4 separate regions of the Mus musculus genome follow, and regions 1, 2 and 4 are each linked to region 3. A link is a contact called in public promoter capture Hi-C data. All regions are on one chromosome and are shown on one strand. Each heading gives the region's core, a stretch centred on a gene start, on an enhancer-like site or on the middle of the called end of the contact. The rest is flanking DNA. Distances are from core to core; before and after follow the strand shown. Region 1 overlaps Utrn (utrophin). Region 2 overlaps Utrn (utrophin). Region 3 holds the start of Stx11 (syntaxin 11). Region 4 overlaps Utrn (utrophin).

The links. Promoter capture Hi-C pulls out the DNA fragments that hold promoters and counts their contacts.
Region 1: a promoter capture Hi-C map of 3T3-L1-derived adipocytes shows a contact between it and region 3, with 7 times the contacts expected there. The contact joins the enhancer-like site here to the promoter of Stx11 in region 3. A contact is called at or near these places in 14 of 39 promoter capture datasets (the 3T3-L1 cell line, 3T3-L1-derived adipocytes, the C10 cell line and 7 more), 1 of 15 datasets of contacts at CTCF or cohesin (the NIH/3T3 cell line), 2 of 484 Hi-C or Micro-C datasets (bone marrow-derived macrophages and nephron progenitors), 7 of 115 datasets of contacts at active chromatin or transcription factors (the 230-238 cell line, bone marrow-derived macrophages, embryonic hindbrain and 3 more) and 4 of 9 other capture datasets (adipose tissue, embryonic stem cells, liver and 1 more).
Region 2: a promoter capture Hi-C map of stem cell-derived epiblast-like cells shows a contact between it and region 3, with 2.8 times the contacts expected there. The contact joins the enhancer-like site here to the promoter of Stx11 in region 3. A contact is called at or near these places in 7 of 39 promoter capture datasets (the 3T3-L1 cell line, the C10 cell line, embryonic stem cells and 3 more).
Region 4: a contact with region 3 is called in a promoter capture Hi-C map of the HPC-7 cell line, with 3 times the contacts expected there. The contact joins the enhancer-like site here to the promoter of Stx11 in region 3. A contact is called at or near these places in 15 of 39 promoter capture datasets (the 3T3-L1 cell line, the C10 cell line, the HPC-7 cell line and 9 more), 3 of 15 datasets of contacts at CTCF or cohesin (CD8 T cells, the NIH/3T3 cell line and pro-B cells), 3 of 484 Hi-C or Micro-C datasets (bone marrow-derived macrophages, embryonic fibroblasts and nephron progenitors), 13 of 115 datasets of contacts at active chromatin or transcription factors (the 230-238 cell line, the NIH/3T3 cell line, bone marrow-derived macrophages and 7 more) and 4 of 9 other capture datasets (adipose tissue, embryonic stem cells, liver and 1 more).

What each region holds. Positions count from the first base shown.
Region 1 is chr10:12,670,548-12,673,247 of GRCm38.p6, reverse strand. It overlaps Utrn (utrophin), which reads left to right. Exons shown (of 74, transcript NM_011682.4): 34 at 1,318-1,497. Among named protein-coding and RNA genes, the nearest start is that of Utrn, 190 kb to the left of the region's middle. Within about 2 kb of position 1,412, at least 1 of the 459 cell types and tissues checked has an H3K27ac peak or open chromatin away from gene starts, as enhancers often do.
Region 2 is chr10:12,488,511-12,491,210 of GRCm38.p6, reverse strand. The region is part of intron 53 of Utrn (utrophin); the gene reads left to right. Among named protein-coding and RNA genes, the nearest start is that of Gm25139, 120 kb to the right of the region's middle. Within about 2 kb of position 1,325, at least 24 of the 459 cell types and tissues checked have an H3K27ac peak or open chromatin away from gene starts, as enhancers often do. A contact at or near this core is called in embryonic stem cells and stem cell-derived epiblast-like cells, where this site is marked.
Region 3 is chr10:12,962,952-12,965,651 of GRCm38.p6, reverse strand. Stx11 (syntaxin 11) reads left to right here and starts at 1,393. Exons shown (of 3, transcript NM_029075.1): 1 at 1,393-1,652.
Region 4 is chr10:12,693,500-12,696,199 of GRCm38.p6, reverse strand. Utrn (utrophin) reads left to right here. Exons shown (of 74, transcript NM_011682.4): 25 at 2,666-2,700. Among named protein-coding and RNA genes, the nearest start is that of Utrn, 170 kb to the left of the region's middle. Within about 2 kb of position 1,294, at least 98 of the 459 cell types and tissues checked have an H3K27ac peak or open chromatin away from gene starts, as enhancers often do. A contact at or near this core is called in the HPC-7 cell line, the NIH/3T3 cell line, adipose tissue and 2 more, where this site is marked.

The sequences.
Region 1 (2,700 bases), core at 163-2,662, 290 kb after region 3:
AGTTTGCATTTTCAGCATGATTTGAATTTCTGTGAATGTGCACTTTCCTGGTGAGCCTTCACGTGTGTGTGAGTCCCGGGGCCATTTTCCCTCCTGGAGTGTTCCCACTGCAAGGCATGAAGCTGATGTTCAAAGCTTCTATTTTCCTGGTTCTCCTTTGATTTACTTAAGCTGTATTTCCCATCTGAATTTCTTTCTTTTTTTTTTCTCTCCATTTTTAATATTTAGCATTAGTATCATCACTCACGTCTCAGGACATGTGTAATATTTCTTTTTTTTAATTAAATATTTTCTTCATTTACATTTCAAATGCTGTTCCTAAAGTCCCTTATACCCTCCCCCACCCTGCTCCCCAACCCACCCACTCCTGCTTCCTGACCCTGGCATTCCCCTGTACTGGAGAATATGATCTTCACAAGACCAAGGGCCTCTCCTCCCATTGATGGCTGACTAGGCCATCTTTTGATACATATGCAGCTAGAGACAAGAGCTCCGGGGTACTGGTTAGTTCATATTGTTGTTCCACCTATAGGGTTGCAGACCCTTTAGCTCCTTGGGTAATTTCTCTAGCTCCTCCATTGAGGGTCCTGTGTTCCATTCAATAGATGACTGTGAGCATCCACTTCTATATTTGCCAGGCACTAGCATAGCCTCACAAGAGACAGCTATATCAGGGTCCTGTCAGCAAAATCTTGCTGGGATATGCAGTAGTGTCTTGGTTTGGTGGCTGTTTATGTGATGGATCCCCAGGTGGGGTAGTGTCCTTACGTCTCAGCTCAAAACTTTGTCTCTGTAACTGCCTTCATGGGTATTTTGTTCCCCGTTCTAAGGAGGAATGAAGTATCCACACTTTGGTCTTCTCATCTATTAAAAACAATAAATTTATGAAATTATTAGGCAAATGGATGGATCTGGAGGATATCATCCTGAGTGAGATAACCCAATCACAAAAAAACTCACATGATATGCACTCACTGATAAGTGGATATTAGCCCAGAAACTTAGAATACCCAAGATACAATTTGAAAAACACATGAAACTCAAGAAGAAGGAAGGCCTATCTGAATTTCTTATGTCTTTTCAGATTCACCTACTTAACCATTTCAGTTTTTTTTATGGCTTGAGAGTTGCAATGTGTCAGAGAGTTGAGTTTTATAAACCTTTAAGGTATTGCAAGTTATCTAGAAACCATTGACTCGTTATTGCTGGAAAAAAAAAAGCTAAAGAACAAACCACAATACATAAGGTTAGGTAAATGTTAGTGTGTTCTGAAAGTCAAGTGGGTTTTTTTTTTTTTCTTTTTCCTTTTTCTTCTAGAGTATTCTCAAGGATCTGGAAAAGAGGAAAGTTGACTTAAATGGCATTACAGAGAGCAGTGCCGCCCTTCAGCACTTGGTCTTGGGCAGTGAGTCTGTTCTGGAAGAGAACCTCTGTGTGCTCAATGCTGGATGGAGCCGAGTGCGGACGTGGACCGAAGACTGGTGCAACACCTTGCTGGTAAGATGCCAGAACATGCCTGCCACTGGGGATGTCTTCTCTAAGTAGCTGCATTGGAAAGCATGCGGCCCTCGTTAGGGCTCTGTGTGTGTCTGCTTTGCTTCGCTTGTGCGTTAGGTTTATTATTTTATTTTTCTACTGAAAAGATACCAAAAAGAAGAATTTACAGCACCTCTGATAAAAGTCAAATATTCATGCCAAACACAGGGGCCATGTTACTTAATATTTTAGTAAACATAGTTTTGTTTTAATGATAAGAGTATTTGCTAGTATAATCATAATATATAATTTATACATACATATGCACATGTATGTAGAAATGTATATTTATATACACACAGTCTTCACAGTGTCTTAGTTATATACTAGCACAGATAAAGGGTTATCCCAGACATTGCTGCCTGTAAAATTCTTGACTACTACCTCAGTGAAGTTACTTACAAACTCTATTCTTTCTTTTTCTCATCTACAAAATGGGCGTTATTATCATTTCTACCTTGTATGATTTTATAATAATTAAATGACTTAAAATGTGTAGTGGTATTATATAACAATATGTTAAACACCCTATTATTTTCTTTTAATTATAACTATTCCACTTTCATAGTGTTTCCTGGCTACTTCTACCAATGATTAACATATGGCAGCCCCTATCTCTGAAGTGAGAGTTACAATTTATAAGTTATTACTTTATTCTAGCACATCAGATAGGACTTTAACTCAGTTATTTCCCCAGTAATGGATTGGCATAGATATAAGAATAAGTGATCTGTTTGGGATTTTTTTTTTTTTCAAATCAGTTAGGATATACAGGGCAGAGGAGCTCATGTGCTTAGGTCTTGATTGATCAGAGGTTTATATTCTAGTCCATGACTCATTACTGTTATAACTTTATGCAAATTCTGTAATATAATACATCACCACATACCAATGTAGAGAGAAAAGTAAAGCTAAAGCTGGCCATGGTGATACATACCTGTAATCCCAGAATTTAAGAGACCAAAACAAGAGTCTCTAATGATAAAGGTCAATTTACATAGCAAGGCTCTGTCTCAAAAACGCCAAAAAAACAAAACCCCCAAAACCCAATACCCCTTCTCCCCTCAGAATAGTCACACCTGGTAGCACAGGCTTGTAAGCCTGCTGCTTGGATGACTGAGGCAGGAGGATCACAACTTGAAGGTCTTCTTGGGCTATATAGTA
Region 2 (2,700 bases), core at 76-2,575, 470 kb after region 3:
TAGAATTTCTAATCTTTTCTTACGGAGAGTTGTATAGCAGTGAAATCCTACTTACAATCTTTTTCTTTGTCATTGTTAACATTAACCTTTCATGTATTGATAAAGTATAAAAGACTGCAAATAAATGCAAAAAGGACCCCACATAGTACACGTCAAATATTTGGAATGACCATAGGTTAAATGACTTTTGAAGGTTTATAATTTGAATATGTAGCTTGACATGGGGTTGGCAAGGAGGGGAAAAATGAAGTGGGCATTTAAAAATGGAGTTTAGTATTGCTTTTAAAAAGTACAGCTAAAGTATTTACTGCAAGTCAGTGACAGACTGGGCCCCTGTCTGGGTTCTCAACCCACATGGAAAGGAAATAAATGTTCGTGACATAAACGTTTAGAATCAGTAGTAACGAGAAGTAGAAGCCGGGCCAGTACCAAAACTAAGAAAAAAATATGATAAGGTTAGGAAATCGTCCTTACCAACCTTAAGGTTAACGTTGACCTTAATCATCCTTAAGACCAGGATGACTCCAGTAAATGACAACATCACTATTTTATATAAGAATTATGTTTAAAATAAATATTTTCACAAGCACACACAGGGGAAATGTCTACCTCTCGTAAACACTGAAGAGTAGAGTGTTTTCCTAGAATGAGAGAAGAGGATTCCATGGAGTTTCCTCTTGGAAAGACAGGGGTGAAGTAAGTATTCATGCTGCGTGCCCGTGCTTGAGCAACCTGCATGCACATGAAGGAAGTGCTTCTGCTTCGGAAGTCTGGGCCTGGCTCCTAGCCTCCGTCTGCTTTCCTCCCTCTAGTCTTCGCTCCCACTGTACAGAAGAGCCTGTGACAGATGCAGGACAATCCACGAGCACACACGGAGAGATATAAAGACTGCTGAGTTTTCTCTCCTCTTCTCCGTGCAGCCCAGACTGGCCTCAAACTTAAAGGGCAGAGGTTACAGGCATGTGACACCAACTTTACCCCTCTCGGTCTTCTAAAAATCTGTCGCACATTATAGACTGTACTATTTAAAATAACAGAATAAAAATAGAAAACACACAAGATATCCATAAAGTATGGTAGGACGTAGAATATACTGTCAAATGAACCCAAGAATGTAAATATAATTCTTCCTTCAAATTCTGGGCAGTTGGATCCCCAGGCCTGAACAGGGGAGGGTGGAGAGTTTGGGATGAATATATCCATACAGGTGCACACAGACACTGGGTGGGAAGGCCAGTGACAAGGAAAGAGCTCTTCTGGCATCAGAAGTGCAGGCAAATGGGTTTGGCTTTGTCCTCCTATTTCCCCTCTCAGCTCCTGTTCCTGTTTTCAAATGCAAATTAGAGTGCTCTCTTATCACTGGGCTCCCAGGTCTCCTAGACTGAGTAGCTGTGTTGTACATGGGATTGATACATCAACGCAGTGGAAGGCAAATGTGTCTTTAGCTTCAAGACCAGCGCATCACTGTGTTCCATTAAGCTAGGCATGCTCTACTGACAGATGCTGGGACCACTGGGGCAGTGTGGGCATCTCTCCAGGAATCTCCAGCTTGATGGGCCAAGTCACTATGCTGGAGTGTGGGTCTCTGATAGCAGCTTCTAGAGAGTATCGGTTTGAATCAGCTCTCAGCAGGGTTTCTCAGACAATACCATGCTATAGAAAGACTGGCTAGGATGCGTCTCCACCCGGGGCTTCAGAATTTACCATAGAAGCTTTTCATACTTGAAAAAAACATTCATCCTTTGGTTTTCAAATGAGAAGGTTTTGTTTTTAAAGAATGCATCCTTTAAGAACTTTATTCTTTTCCCTGTAAATCTTTTCTGCCTCTTCGAGTTTACTTTCTTTCCTTTTTCTTCTTCTCTTTCTTCTTTGTCCCCTCAAATTGCCCTAACTTGAACTTTTATGTATTGCTTCATTTTATATGCCTCACAAACGTGGACAACTTTGGGTTTGTTTTGTTTGTTATCCTCTCGTTGGCTTTGAACAGCTTCTAAGGCTTGCTGCAGCGGGACACAGTGGTGTTCTGACTACAGAGTGCTTAGTGGGCACAGGTCCTCTGTGGTAAACAGATGGGGAGTTTAGTGTCGAGCTTTGCTCCTCTATTGGCGAGCTGCTTGAGAGGGGATTATATGATAAACCAACGAAAGGACTGTACAAAGAGAAGAACTTCCACTGGGCGAAAATGTGGCAGCCAATATGGGATGTTTCATCCCAGGATGAGAAAGCTCTGTGTGCCCCTCTGTGGACTGATATTTAGTGGTTGGTTTAGAAACAGTTTGTATTTCATCCAAGGGAAACCACTGTGAGTAAGCTGTCTTGCCTCGAACATGAACAGGCAGTCTGTCTGTCTGTCTGTCTGTCTGTCTGTCTGTCTCTCTGCCTCTGTCTCTCTGTCTGTCTCTCACTGTCTCTCTCTTCCTCCCTCCCTCCTCCCCTCCCTCCCACAGACATTGAAACACAAATGCTTAAAATACATTCTTCGCAAAGCCCAGTAACTTATTAACCAGCACAGGTGTAGCCCTCATAAAAGCTACTCCACTTCTCCTGAGGCTGCTAGGAATGAAATTTTCATCTCACACATAACATTTTACATTTGTGTAAAATATAAAATATAGGTGTTATATTTAGCATTTTACAGATGTCTCGAAGGCATAAGTATTTAGAGGAGCTTGCCTTTTAATGACACTGTTTCCCCCTCTC
Region 3 (2,700 bases), core at 144-2,643:
TGTACGCCTTTAATCCAAGTACTTGCAGGTGGATCTCTGAGTTCGAGGCCAGCCTGGTCTACAGAGTGAGTTCCAGGACAGCCAGGACTACACAGAGAAACCCTGACTCAAAAAAACAAAACAAAACAAATGAAAAGCAAAACAAAACAGAAGGCTGGGGCATGGAGGAGAAAGGCCCCAAGGATAAAGTGTTACCTTTACCTGGCTTTAAGTATCTGACCTTGTGTATTGGGTGAACTGTGTGGCTGCTCTGTGTGTGGTAAAAACTACTTTCCGTCTCCTTTCCATACAGTCCTCTGTTGAGGTGAGGAGCAGGCTGGCCCACACTTAGAGTGCAGAGACAAGCTTCTTTTCCATGAAAGTGGAGTTTCTGCTTAAGTTGCCTGAAGTTGCTCTGCCCCGGAGATTTGTCTTTCTGGCCTTACCTGGCCTTACATTAGTAGATCGATTCATCGGTCATTTCACATTAGATGGATAACTTTGGGTTACCGTAACACCTTGTTCCTCAAATTCTTCTGGCGGTGGCTTCCTATCAATGCATATCATCTTTCTTTCTTCCTGTGTTCTTTTTTTAAGATTTATTAAATATTATTTATTATTATATGTAAGTACACTGTAGCTGTGTCTTTCAGATACACCAGAGAAGGGCGTCAGATTTCATTATGGATGTTGTGAGCCACTGTGAGCCACCATGTGGTTGCTGGGATTTGAACTCAGGACCTTTAGAAGAGCAGTCAGCGCTCTTAACCACTGAGCCATCTCTCCAGCCCCTCCTCTCATACTTTCTTTGTTTCTTGATGGCTAGCCTTCTACCTTGTTTGTCCAGCGGTTTCCCACCCCCTAGCCAGAATGCCCCTTTTCTGTTTCTGAGCCCCCAGTAGGGTGCCAGGCAACGAGGACAAGGTCGTGGCAATACTCCTGTGGGTGTCCCACTGACAGCAGGCAGGAAGGGGCTAGTGGAAGGCGGGGCTCAGTGTCTACGTGGTCCACAACCTCGGGTTAGGCAGTCGTGCGGGTCCCCGCTGGCGCAGCCACACCCACGCTCAGAAACGGTTTCTAGTGCCCTAGTTTCGGAACTACTCTGGACTGCAAAAGTCATCCGCGCTGAGGGGTTTTCCCGCGGAAAGTCCGATGGATCCCGCCCCGCCCATCTCTCCATCCCAGAGCAAGGAAGAAGAAAGAGCAAGTTCCCGGGTGGTCCACACCGTCGCCCGCAGCATCTCGGGGTGCACAGGAGGGGAAGAAGGCTCGTGCTTAGGTTCCCAGCAACCCGCAGCGTGGCGACCCCAGTCGGGACGGGAAGCTGCGCGCCTAGCCGAGGGCGTCCCCGGGGCGGGGCCCTGGTCCCCAGCTGTGCAGCCTCAGCGCGGCAGGGGCGGAGCCAGCAGCACCAGACGCGGCCCTGCGGCTCAGGGCTCGGACCCCGGCTGAGAAGCGCAGCCCGGGCCAGCAAGAAGCGGAGGGGGCAGAGCCGCGGGGACACGCCGCGGTGTCCTCCCGGCGTCCGGACGCTGGATCAGCGCCCCGCAGGATCACGGTTCGTTTTGTCCCGCGAGTCTGCTTAGCTCTCTAACTCTTTCGACATCGGGGACCCAGGTTCGGGGTTGGCTGGAGTGGTGGACCGCGCTGGCAGGGATGCTGCGCAGCTGCAGGTGGGTTTGGGGTGTGGTTCCCTCTGTGCCTCTAGGTACCTTCAGGACGAGGCTTTGGGTTTCTCACCTAGAGCCGAGAGCTTTTTTTTTTTTTTTTTTTTTTTTTTTTTTTTTTTTTTTTTTTTTATGTTTAAGAATATAATGCGTTATCAGAAGTGCTTCAGAAATGTAGACTGACTCTGAAGCTTCCTGAGGCAACTTCTGTTTTGAATTTTTGTTGTTTTTATTTAATGGAGGTGTTTTATTCAGTTCGGTCGCCACTTTCTCTAACACATCAGAATGGACACTTCTCCACTTGAACTTGACAGTATGACTCAGGAGCCAGGAAATACAGGAACACTGATACCGCGTTGAAACAGCTCCCACGGAGGATTTGGGGTAGTTTGTTTTAGGAAACCGATCTGATGGCTTTGCTTAGAGAACCACACCACGGAATTCTGTTGGCTTCTTTGGCTCCGCGAACATCAGCTGAGACCTGCGTTTTACTTCCTGTGACTCTCACACTTATTAGAGCCATTTCTCAGCAGAGGGAGGAGCTGTTGTTTCTACACGGGTATCCACAAATGAGTCACAAGTCTACTACAATTGCAAGGCTTTGTTAATACGCTTTTGAAAAGTGAGGTTGGATTCCTGTACTTTGAATAAGACCGAAGATTCAGTCTGGTACTGTCAAACTGGGGCAGGCGGCCTAGGAAGTAACTATTCAAGTTTTCAGTTTCCTAGAGCGCCTGATGGGACAACATGCCAGCTAGGGTCACTAGGCTGATCTGAGATAAACCCTTAAAATCATGTGCTTTCCCACAGAAGCTGAAGAGAAAATTAATTTCTTTATCCAATAACCATTTGGCTGTTGTTTTCACTAGTTGGTAGAAACTGGACATTTAATGAAGTGATTGTAAGTTACTCTGAAATTTAAAATATTTCAGAAAGTTTATTTTTACCAAATTAGTGCCTTAAAAAAAAACATATAGAAGCTTTTGAAGAAAGTAGATGGTTGCTGGAGCCAGACATTAAGATGCTGAGTCTCCCTGAGGCTGGATAAAGGCTC
Region 4 (2,700 bases), core at 45-2,544, 270 kb after region 3:
GTCAAGATGCCATGATCCAACTCAAGAAAATAATCTTTTTTTGTAATATCACTGAATACACTATCCAAGTTTGTATTTCTGTATCTGCTTTATAATCTGACAGTGTAAGCAGCTGGGGATTTTATCTAAGGAAATAAAGGACAAGCTTCCTAAGTGACATTGAGGAATAAGCAACCATGTAGCATCCATTCGTCTACTTATCCCCTGTCTCCTGTATCCATGCATTTATCCATCTGTCCTTCATCCTCCATCATCTTCATCCATCCATTGTCTACCATTACCATCTCCTATCTGTCACATCCATCCATCCATCCATCCATCCATCCATCCATCCATCCATCCATCTACTCAAGTTCATCTGTTCACCCACTTGCTCATAACAATATAAAATCTACGGTACAGAAAGTATTTAGATCAGTTCTAGACGGTTTATCTCACTCACTAGTAAAATTTAAAAAGTTGTATAGTGTGTGTGTATGTATACACACACACACACACACATATATATATACACACAAATGTACTTAGGAAACATAGGTCTATCTGGGGCTGGAGAGATGGGTTAGCAGTTTAGAGCCCTTCAGCTCTTGCTGAAGACCCAGGTTCCATTTCCAGCACCCACATTGGCAACATACAACAGTCTGGAACTCCATTTCCAGGTGACCTTGATTTGCCCGCTTCTGGCCTTTGTGGTTAGGTGAGGAGCTCTGAAAATATTCCCAGACTCCTCTGAAGTACTTCACAAAGTTACACAGTCTGTACACAGACTGTGTACAGGCAAAATATCCCTACACACAAAATAAAAATAAGTAAACACAGGCCATGTCAAACTAAAATGTACAGAAATGTGTCTCATGTATGCTACCATGACAGAATTTAACACTGTCCTAAAATACCAAGTCTATAGTTATGATCTTGTGGATTTTATTTTCAACTTTTCTATGGATCCACTAAAATGATAATATTTATTGTTGTTCAGGAAATGTAAACCAAGAGTCTACATTTATGTGACTACATTGCATTTTACCCCCCCCCACACACACACACACTATGCCATAGTTTTATCAAGAGCTGCTTAAAGTGTTGAGCAAGGGAGAGGAGCACTGTGTGCTATTGTGGCTTCTCCTAGAAGAGTCACACCCTAGCTTGCGGGGTGGGCATGGAAAGAAAAGTTCCTTGTCTATTTTTAGGCCTGTGCTCCTGTTTGGAGGGAGGGAACAGGAAAGCCACTAACCATTCCTTAACCCACATTCCTGTGAGCCCATCCTGTTCCTGGCCTGGCCTCCGGTTTCTGTCAGCTCTGGCCTCCACTCAGACATGTAATTTGAGCAGGCTACTGGACGTGTCAGGGGAAGGTTGGACGATTCCTGTGTGACACGATCATCTCTTTCAGCCGAAGTGCATTTGTGGTTAGGTGAGGAGCTCTGAAAATATTCCCAGACTCCTCTGAAGTACTTCATAAAGTTACTGAGCCAGATTCAGACAGATAGCTATTTTCAAATATATGTTCTACTTCCTCCTCCTCCTCCTCCTCCTCCTCCTCCTCCTCCTCCTTCTTCTTCTTCTCTCCTTCTCTCCTTCTCCTCCCCCTCCTTTTTCTTTTACAAAACACTTTACTTATGTGCCTTGGTGTTTTGTCTGTCTGTATGTCTGTGTATGTAGAGTGTTGGATTTTCTTGAACTTGAACTGGAGTTACAGTTACAGAGGAGTTGTGAGCCATCATGTGGGGACTGGGAATTGAACCTGCATCCTCGGGAAGAGCAGCAAGTGCTCTTAACCACTGAGCCATCTCTCCAACGTCTATCTTCTACTTTCTGTTTTTTTTTTTTTAAGATTTATGTATGTGAGTACACTGTAACTGTACAGATGGTTGTGAGCCACCATGTGGTTGTTGGGATTTGAACTCAGGTCCTTCGGAAGAGCAGTCAGTGCTCTTAACCACTGAGCCATCTCTCCAGTCCTACCTTCTACTTTCTAACCAACATTTTATAGGGTAATGCCTTGTGGACATCTTTTGTAATAGTTCTTTTCATCCTCAGTTTTTTCCCCTTATTTTTAAGAACATTTTTTTGAGAACAGGTCTTCTTCTGTAGAGCAGGCTAGCCCTGGATTTACAGAGACACACCTGCTTCTGCCTTCCAAGGGCTGATATTACAAGAATGTGTGACTGTGCCCAACTCCAGGCTCAGTTTAGAATGTGAGGCCACACCATGGGAATTCTGCTTCCTGTTTTATTTTTTATATAATAGACAGTGTTACAATTAAATTACTTGATGTTCATACCTTTATCGCTATAGGTGAAGCTCCTTAATGTGGAATTAAAAGGTCAGAAACCTAGTTAGTTTCTGCTGCTTACCTTTCACAGTGTTGGGAGTACAGTGCAGGCTGCCAGGGAGAAAAAACACCAGCTGTGAACCCTATTTTCAGAGTTATATTAGATATCTTCTAGTTAGGTTCATGTCTAAAATGTTGTATAGAAGTCATTATATTTTCATCCTTTCTTACATTACACAGCACCAGCACAGGATGCTTTAAAAGTTTTATTTAAATGTTAAAAAATAAGACTGGAAATCTATTGCAGTGCCTTTAAATATTAAAGGGTAGAACTTGGCATTTAACGTATTAAAATTTATTTATTGAGTGGAATTGGCGTTTCCTTCCTAGATTGCTATTCAAAAAAGCAGGCTGTCAGATAGTCA